Regions from separate parts of the Hordeum vulgare genome. Here region 1 is linked to region 2. A link is a contact called in public Hi-C data. All regions are on one chromosome and are shown on one strand. Each heading gives the region's core, a stretch centred on a gene start, on an enhancer-like site or on the middle of the called end of the contact. The rest is flanking DNA. Distances are from core to core; before and after follow the strand shown. Region 1 holds the start of LOC123407624 (chloride channel protein CLC-f). Region 2 holds the start of LOC123411823 (tricin synthase 2-like).

Region 1 (3,933 bases), core at 589-3,088, 780 kb before region 2:
CAACTCCACCAGTCACTGGAATTAACAATATCCTATGCCAAGTATCAGCAAGCCTCTGCAGGCGAAGCCAAGCAGCACCCTCGGTGGGTGTGCCTGCCCATGCCCATTCATGTATGACATGCACCTGAAAAGGGTAAGGCAAGTGTTTTTCAAACAGCTGAACAGTAAAGATTAAAAATCAACCTTTTAGTTCAAACAATAAACAATTAAATGATTGAATAGCTCCTGCTTAATGACTATGATCTTCCTAAGCAAAGCCTATCCTATTAGATCTAAAGAATTGATAAGTTAAAAACACAGAGAAACACCAAACATAAAACTACACAAGGATTTGAAGCTCACCATGTAGTGAAAATTAATTAGTAGAGGTGAGCTCCACACAGCTCAACAATTACAGTGTGAGAACATAGAAGTATCTTAACATGGAGATGGCCTTAGTCTATTTAAGACCTGAAATAACGCCCAAAATACTCCCCAAGGCAACCCCCACCCAAAAGCTCCACAAAGCAAACGTTTAAAAAAAATGAGAGTAAAACAGGGCATAAGCTCTGCGAACACATAGCAGTTGCAAGGTAGATACACAGGCAGAACACCCAAACACATCAGAAGGAGGACCTTTCTATTTCCCATGCAGTTTGATAAATCTCGAATAGGTTTCATATAACTCAGGTAGGCCACTATCTGATCTTCATCAAGGCAAATCACTAACACAATCAGAACACCAGAATCAGCAGCAATAAATTAAATAGCACAAAACCTTATCAAACCGGCAAGTCATCATCAGGTTAACATACTGCACACAAAACTCCTTGGCCCTTGCTCACCCCATAGCTTCACAAGGCATACATTAAAACGAATACTCTAACTGGCAGAGACCATAATGCACCAGCTATCACCAATTCTCCGTATCATCATGTTCCATGTGAAGACAACCAAGCAACACCAGCATATCCGATATGACACCCTGAGAAGCACACAAATTCATATGATCTATCACTTTTCCCACAGATGAGACTGTAAGTTTCTTCCTCACCACTGTGTTGCCTCATACAGGAGTGTGCTGCAGAACTACAATGCACGTAAATGTATACCCGCATCCATAGTCCAGAGTGTTTGAAATCCCCCACAACCCATCTATCTCATATCAACAGTCCCACGAAAACAATCATCACCATAGAAAGATCAGAGTAGATTTCACAGACCCTGTACTTGTCAAGCATAGAGATCTCGGCAGAATACTACTTTACCCAAAAGCAGCGGTTTAAAAGGACTGATAAATGACGCATTTTTTTCTCCACGCAGATCTCTTACTTACCCCGCGGTTAAACGCGGCGACGCAGATGCCGGTGGCAAGCCCGAGGAGGCACCCGACGAGCAGCAGCGCCCACTCGGGCGGCGCGCCGTCGCCGAGCTCGTCACTCTCCTCCCTCCTGGGCGCCCCCGCCTCCCCCGCCGCCGTGGGGGACGCCGGGCCGCTGTCGACGTGGTTATGTCGCCCCCTGCTCGAGAGCCGGCGGTCCAGGTTCCGCAGCAGCTCGCGCACGCGGTTCCTTCGCGGGGTCGATGGCGAGTCAGGGTCGGAGGAGGACGGCAGCGCGGCGGCGCCAGAGCGCAGCGGCTCGAGGTCGCTGTGCGCCATGGCGCGCGGGCGGGACAGGAGCGCGAGCTTAGCGCAATCGCATCAAAACTAGGTTCACCGGCTCGCTGGCCCGCGGTGGATCTAGGGGATTTGTGGCGGGCGATCTCGTCGGCGGTTGGGCGATGGCGAGGCGGGCAGAGGGGGAGGTGTGTGGGCGGACGTTAGGAGGAAGGAAAGGGAAGTGCGCGTGTTTGTTTTCCATGTTACACCTGGCCAGAGGCTCTATTTACAGGTACGGAGTAATAGGATTTTTTTTAGACAAATATGGAGTACTCTCGAAATATAAATGCATGAATGTTGTTATCTTAGAAGTGTCCCGTAAGAAAAATGATAAGGTGAAAAAGAGACTTATAAAAAAAGTTTGTCTTCTCTTATTTAAGATAGTACAAGAGGTGATCTTTTAGTACAATATGTCTCATCGCCTTTTTAGGAATAACTAATTATTGATGATAAGGCTAAGAGATAACCTATTGTAGATATTATTATTTTTGTCATTTTAAATTATATGCAAAACTTAAGATAAAACTATGTTGTCAATACAATGTCTTAAGTGCGTTTGTAGAGCATTATTTATTTACAGAGAGAGTAATGGATGAGGTAATGTTTTGGCTCATAGGTACAGATACACATACTATGAAAACACATTTCAAACTGTTAAAAAAAATCTAAACAATAATTTCGGATGTACATCCGGACATTCTATGCACACACATTTTTTTGCAAAACAAGGAACATTTTTTTGGCATGTATAAAAAAAGATAAAAATGCCTCATGAATAGTTATAATCAAGCATCAAAAATTGTCTTCTTTTACACAAGCCACACAAAATATCATTTTCGCTGAAACTTTGTGCATGAACATATAATGTTCAGATGTACACGCGAGATTTTATTTAAAAAAATAAATATTTTTAAATGTGTATTTAGACAATTGGTGTATCTACACCTATGTCCCAAAGTGAATTTCTCCTAATAGATACTCCACTTTCTCAGTTTCAAAATGCATAGTGCATTTTTATTTCATTAGAAAAAGATTTTTTACTAACAAATACGTGCTTTGTGTGTGAAAATTTCCATAACCACAATAAAATATTTTCCAACATGAACCTGTAATGACATAAGTTTTTTCACGTACTATGATGCGGAGGCCAAAGTTTTAGCTTTTTCTTGGAAAAGTAAAAAAAGATCACATACAACTAACTCTCATTCAACCGAGGAATAGACTATACAATATGGACATGAACCGAGATAGTGAACCACAATTTTATTTGTGCATTGTTACCCAATAGCACGATGTTGATCTATTTTTTTCTCATGGCGCAAGAGTGAGCCGTCCTCATGTACGGAGTTGAAGTGGGCATGAACATGACCTAACCTAAGGGTATGTTTGTGTGGGCTATTTTCAGTGGCTTATTTGCCTTCTACTCATTAGAAGTTGGAGGCCAAACAAACAGCCCAATTTTAGCTAGTGCCACGGAACCCAAAATCGAAGCCCGTCCATAAAACCGCGCATAAGTTGCAGCTTGAATTTCATGCTTCTTTTAGCCACAACTGGCTCCAAAGCAATGAAAAATACTTTTACCGGAGGTGCAAATACTAACATAGACACAACTCATGGTATGATTGTTGCTTGAAAGGATTGCTATGGTCGACTAGAGGGGCGTGATTAGGTGACTAATTTTTTCACTTCTTTAATAAGTTGGGCTAGACAAGAAAATAGGTTGTCTAGATATGCAATTAGGCGGACAACCTATGTGATGAGCTCAACAGCAACAATAGCAAGCATGCAATAGGAAGACAATATAAGCTTGCATCAAGTAAAGATGAGATGTAACAGCAAGTGGAGTGGATGGAGACGAGGATGTGTTGTCGAAGTTCCTTCCTTTTGGGGAGGTACGTCTCAGTTGGAACGTGTGGAGGCACAATGCTCTCCCAAAAAGTTACTAGGGTCACCATATTCTCCTCACGCCCTCACACAATGCGAGATGTCGTGATTTCACTAGCGGTGCACTCAAAGGCGGCAACGGAACCTTTAAACTTTAGAAACAAGGTTGGGGCTCTCTCCACAACTTAATTGGAGGCTTCCAACAACACCACGAAGCTTCACCACAATGGAATGTGTCTCCGAGGCGATCTCTTTCGTCTAGGATGCTCAAACACCCTGGAGTAACAACATCCACAAGAGAAAGTATGTGGAATGAAAATTCCTTTAGTGGAGTGTAGATCTAGGTCTCCTACCTGAGTCCCTAACAAATCAACAAGTATGGTTGGCTAGAAGAGGAGATCGGACAAAAG
Region 2 (4,132 bases), core at 469-2,968:
TGGCAGATGTCGTTGGTGAGATGGTCAGGATGGTGAAGAGCACATGCCCGAAGATTACTATCAAGTTTGCCCGTGCTGTGATCGAGGTGTTTGGAGCAGAGTATCCGAGAGAACTAAATTTGCAGGACACTAAGAAGTTTTTGGCTATTAGAGAGGCTAGAGGGTTTCTAGGAATGCTCGGATCAATTGATTGCATGCATTGACAGTGAAAGAACTACCCAAAGGTTTGCGAGGAATGTATCAAGGTCACAACAAAGATGCCACCATCATACTAGAAGTGGTGGCATCACATGACTTATAAATTTGACACGCTTTCTTTGGAATGTCGGGTTCTCACAACGACATCAACATGCTTCAACGATCTCTGGTGTTCAGGAGGCTTTGCAACGGAGAATCACCCCCGTGCAACTACACCGTCAACGGTCGAGACTATAAAATGGGATATTATCTTGTCGGTGTCATATAACCTCAGTAGGTTGCATTTGTGACGACCATATCCAAACCACATAGCTGAAAACAAAAGTACTTCGCAACCATGCAAGAAGCATCTAGGAAGAATGTGGAGAGGGCATTCACAGTGCTGTAAACTCGTTGAGGAATTGTCCGAAGGGCTGCACTGATGTGGGAATCAAAAACCTTATAGCAGCTGATGACATGTTGTGTTATTTTACACAATATGATTATCGAGGATGAAGGTGATGGTGTAGCCGAAACCAATAATTTTAAAACACATGGCGGACAAGTTAAAATCCCCAAAGATCAAGATGCAGATCAACTTATAAACTTTCTGAAGATGCATCAGAATCTCCGATATCATCAGGTGCACGGACAACTACTAAATGAACTGGTGGATGGGGGGGGGGCATAAAGAACAGATGATTAATTGTGCATATCATATAAATTTATGTAAACACTATTTATGTTCGATACCAACATTTGTTATTTACGTTCGACAATGATATGTTTTCTTGAGAGTACGGATATAAGGTATATGGATGTGTAGAGTGATTTATAAGGGACCGCCCACGAATATGACCGGACACGTCCGACTGTAAATGCTCATAATGTGCCTCATCAAAGAAAAGAAAATAAAAACCTCGGCACATATACATTTTCTATTTTTTACTTTAACTTTTGACTTTTTACATCGGACCATACCTTTTCTTCCCAAACACCCGTTTCTATCGAGTATACCATCCGAATCTACATTCCGAAGTTAGCCGGTCAAGCAAGCGACAGTCTTCTTGAAGACAACTTTTGTTGTTGTATGTATCCGTCTATCGAACTCCATTATTAGAGCATCTCTTGCAGTTGCCATCTCAAGCTAAGCAAGCAACAGTAAACAAACAGAAAGGGAAGCCGGCCATGTGGGCGAGACTATAGATCAGACGCACGCGGCCCATCTGGCAGGCCGTTCCCGCCGATAGGAGACAATCGATCAGTTTGCAGGCCCAAATAAAAGAAAAAGAAATGATCTGAATCACTGCAATCGCGTCACACGCACCGTCGCCACTGCGCACACGCTTGGCATGGAGCACCAGCACGGCTAGCGTTCGTTGCGTAGCGAGTCGATGACGCCACTGCCCACTGCATCGCATCTTGCAACTGATCAAGATTCTCTGCGCCACCGAGACCCTCACCCGCAGCTGCCCCGCACCCGGCACCGTCACCGACCCCGGTCGTCAGCCAGGCGCACCCAAGCATAAATAAATGGCCGTGCTCGGCAACGCGGCAGCATCCCCGGCTTTACTCCTCTTCCTCTCGTGGGTGCGTGTGTGAGCGTGTGCGCATTCCACTCATTCACAGAACAGTGTGAGTAGTGCGCGGTGCTTGCCTCATTCGCAGCGGCATGGACATGGCTTCCAACGGGAGCGCCGGCGAGGTCAGGGAAGTCCACAGCAGCGAGACCACCAAGACACTCCTCAAGAGCGACGCCCTCTACGACGTACGTACGCGGATCGTCTCTCTCCCTGTGTCTTCCACGCTCGTCCCTGAATTTTAGCTGCTGAGCGTGTCTTGTTTTTCATTTTGCAGTACATGCTGAAGACGATGGTGTACCCGCGGGAGAACGAGTTCATGCGCGAGCTCCGACAGATCACCAGTGAGCACATATTGTACGCGATTCCGCTCCCTTCTCTTGCCTCCCCTAGAACTGCAGATCATGCTATGTGTTCTAGAAGGACTGCAGGTCATGGTGGGTTGACTGGGGTGTTTGTTTGTTCTTGCTGTAGCGGGTTCATGTCGTCGCCGCCGGACGAGGGGCTGCTGCTGTCGCTGCTGCTCAAGGTGATGGGCGCCAAGAGGACCATCGAGGTGGGGGTCTACACCGGTTGCTCCGTCCTGACCACGGCGCTGGCCATCCCGGACGACGGCAGGATCATCGCCATCGACGTCAGTAGGGAGTACTTCGACCTCGGCCTCCCCGTCATCAAGAAGGCCGGCGTCGCGCACAAGGTCGACTTCCGCGAGGGCCCCGCCGGCCCCATCCTCGACAAGCTCATCGCCGACGAGGACGAGGGGAGCTTCGACTTCGCCTTCGTGGACGCCGACAAGTACAACTACGGCAGCTACCACGAGCAGCTGCTGCGGCTCGTGCGCGTCGGCGGCGTGCTCGCCTACGACAACACGCTCTGGGGCGGCACTGTGTCCATGCCCGACGACACGCCGCTCACGGAGGAGGACCGCAAGAAACGGGACTCCATCAGGGGGTTCAACGCCATGATCGCCGCCGACGCGCGCGTGGAGCCCGTGCAGCTCCCTATCGCCGACGGTATCACGCTCTGCCGCCGCGTCGTTTGATTCGCATGGACCGGCCGTGTGCAGCAGCTAGCTGGTCGTGCGTCAAATGTGTGAAACGAAATAAAATAAATACGGGACTTCTTGTTCGATATATAGTGAGCATCTCTACCCGCTCCCCTTTTCAAATAAATTATCTACTAATGCAAAAGTTGGATGTATAAAAATCAAAATACGATAGAGAAGTTGGATAAAACATACCCACTCCAACAACTTTTGTTCTCATCGTCAAAGAACACTGCAACCGACATTTTCTTCTAGTGAGCATCTCTCCGGCTTATCTTCCAGTATAAAAATAAAAATATGATATAGAAATATTTGCGTTATATCCTAGGAACATAAAATTTATTGATTATTCAGATTTTGATTTTGCCGGCTGTGTGAGTGGTAAGAAACCCACATCAGGTTATATATTCACACTCGTGAAAGGAGACATATGGTGAAAAGGCTCCAAACAAGCTTAACTGCTGCGTTGCAAGCATTATTTGTAGCATGTTTTGAGGCCACCGGACAAACACTATGGCTAAAGAATTTTATTTCCAGGTTTAAAATGGTTGATAGCATATCTAAATCAATTTTATTGTATTATGATAATAAACATGCCGTTTCCTATACGAGTAACAACAAGTCAAGTGATGGTACAAAACACATTGACATCAAGTGTCAAACAATTTGTTGGGATATCCTTCTCATGTGAGCAGTGAGAAGATGACCAATTGAGGCCTTTTAAGCAGCACAAAAGAGGTGGAGAAGCCCACTATCCATTAAAGTTATGACCTAGGGTTATTTTGGTCTTTGTACGTGAGTGGATGGGGATGCTTTATCCTTATCGAACAACAACCATCTAGAGTGATAAAAATCAGTTCAGCCTTTATTGAAAAAGAAGAGAGAAACCCAAGTGAGAAAAAAAAGAATAGAAAGATTGAAGGAAGAAGCAAAGGGAGCTCCTTCCCAAGGTTGTGATGATTCAGATCCACTACATTGTTTTTTAACACAAAAAAGGTCCCGAAGGACCCAGACTTATATTAATAAGCATACAACATCTTACATAAAGGCCCAATAGAAAATAAAAAATTACAACCCAGGCCAGACATTTTGCAGATAGAACCCGAGACAATAAAAATGAAAAGCAATCGAGTCATCTTCGCCTTCTTCGAGCCTAGCCCGATCCCACCACCACCGGGGACGAAACCGGTTGGGGAAGTGGAATGGCTACAGCATTGCCGGCGAAAGACGAGAGGTAAACAGTGGAAGTACGAGGACGAAGAATCAGATGAACTGCTGATGACGAGTTGGTGGATATACTTCTCGTCCCTCGTTGGTTACCCCAAGTGGA

The links. A called contact is a pair of places that touch in the nucleus more often than the background predicts.
Region 1: a contact with region 2 is called in a Hi-C map of leaf, with 3 times the contacts expected there. The contact joins the promoter of LOC123407624 here to the promoter of LOC123411823 in region 2. A contact is called at or near these places in 3 of 6 Hi-C or Micro-C datasets (leaf and seedling).

The regions. Positions count from the first base shown.
Region 1 is chr7H:163,113,538-163,117,470 of MorexV3_pseudomolecules_assembly, reverse strand. LOC123407624 (chloride channel protein CLC-f) reads right to left here and starts at 1,838. Exons shown (of 10, transcript XM_045100791.1): 1 at 1,316-1,838; 2 at 1-124. The coding sequence starts at 1,639.
Region 2 is chr7H:162,334,791-162,338,922 of MorexV3_pseudomolecules_assembly, reverse strand. LOC123411823 (tricin synthase 2-like) reads left to right here and starts at 1,718. Exons shown (of 3, transcript XM_045104779.1): 1 at 1,718-1,945; 2 at 2,035-2,114; 3 at 2,232-2,890. The coding sequence starts at 1,850. The coding sequence ends at 2,799.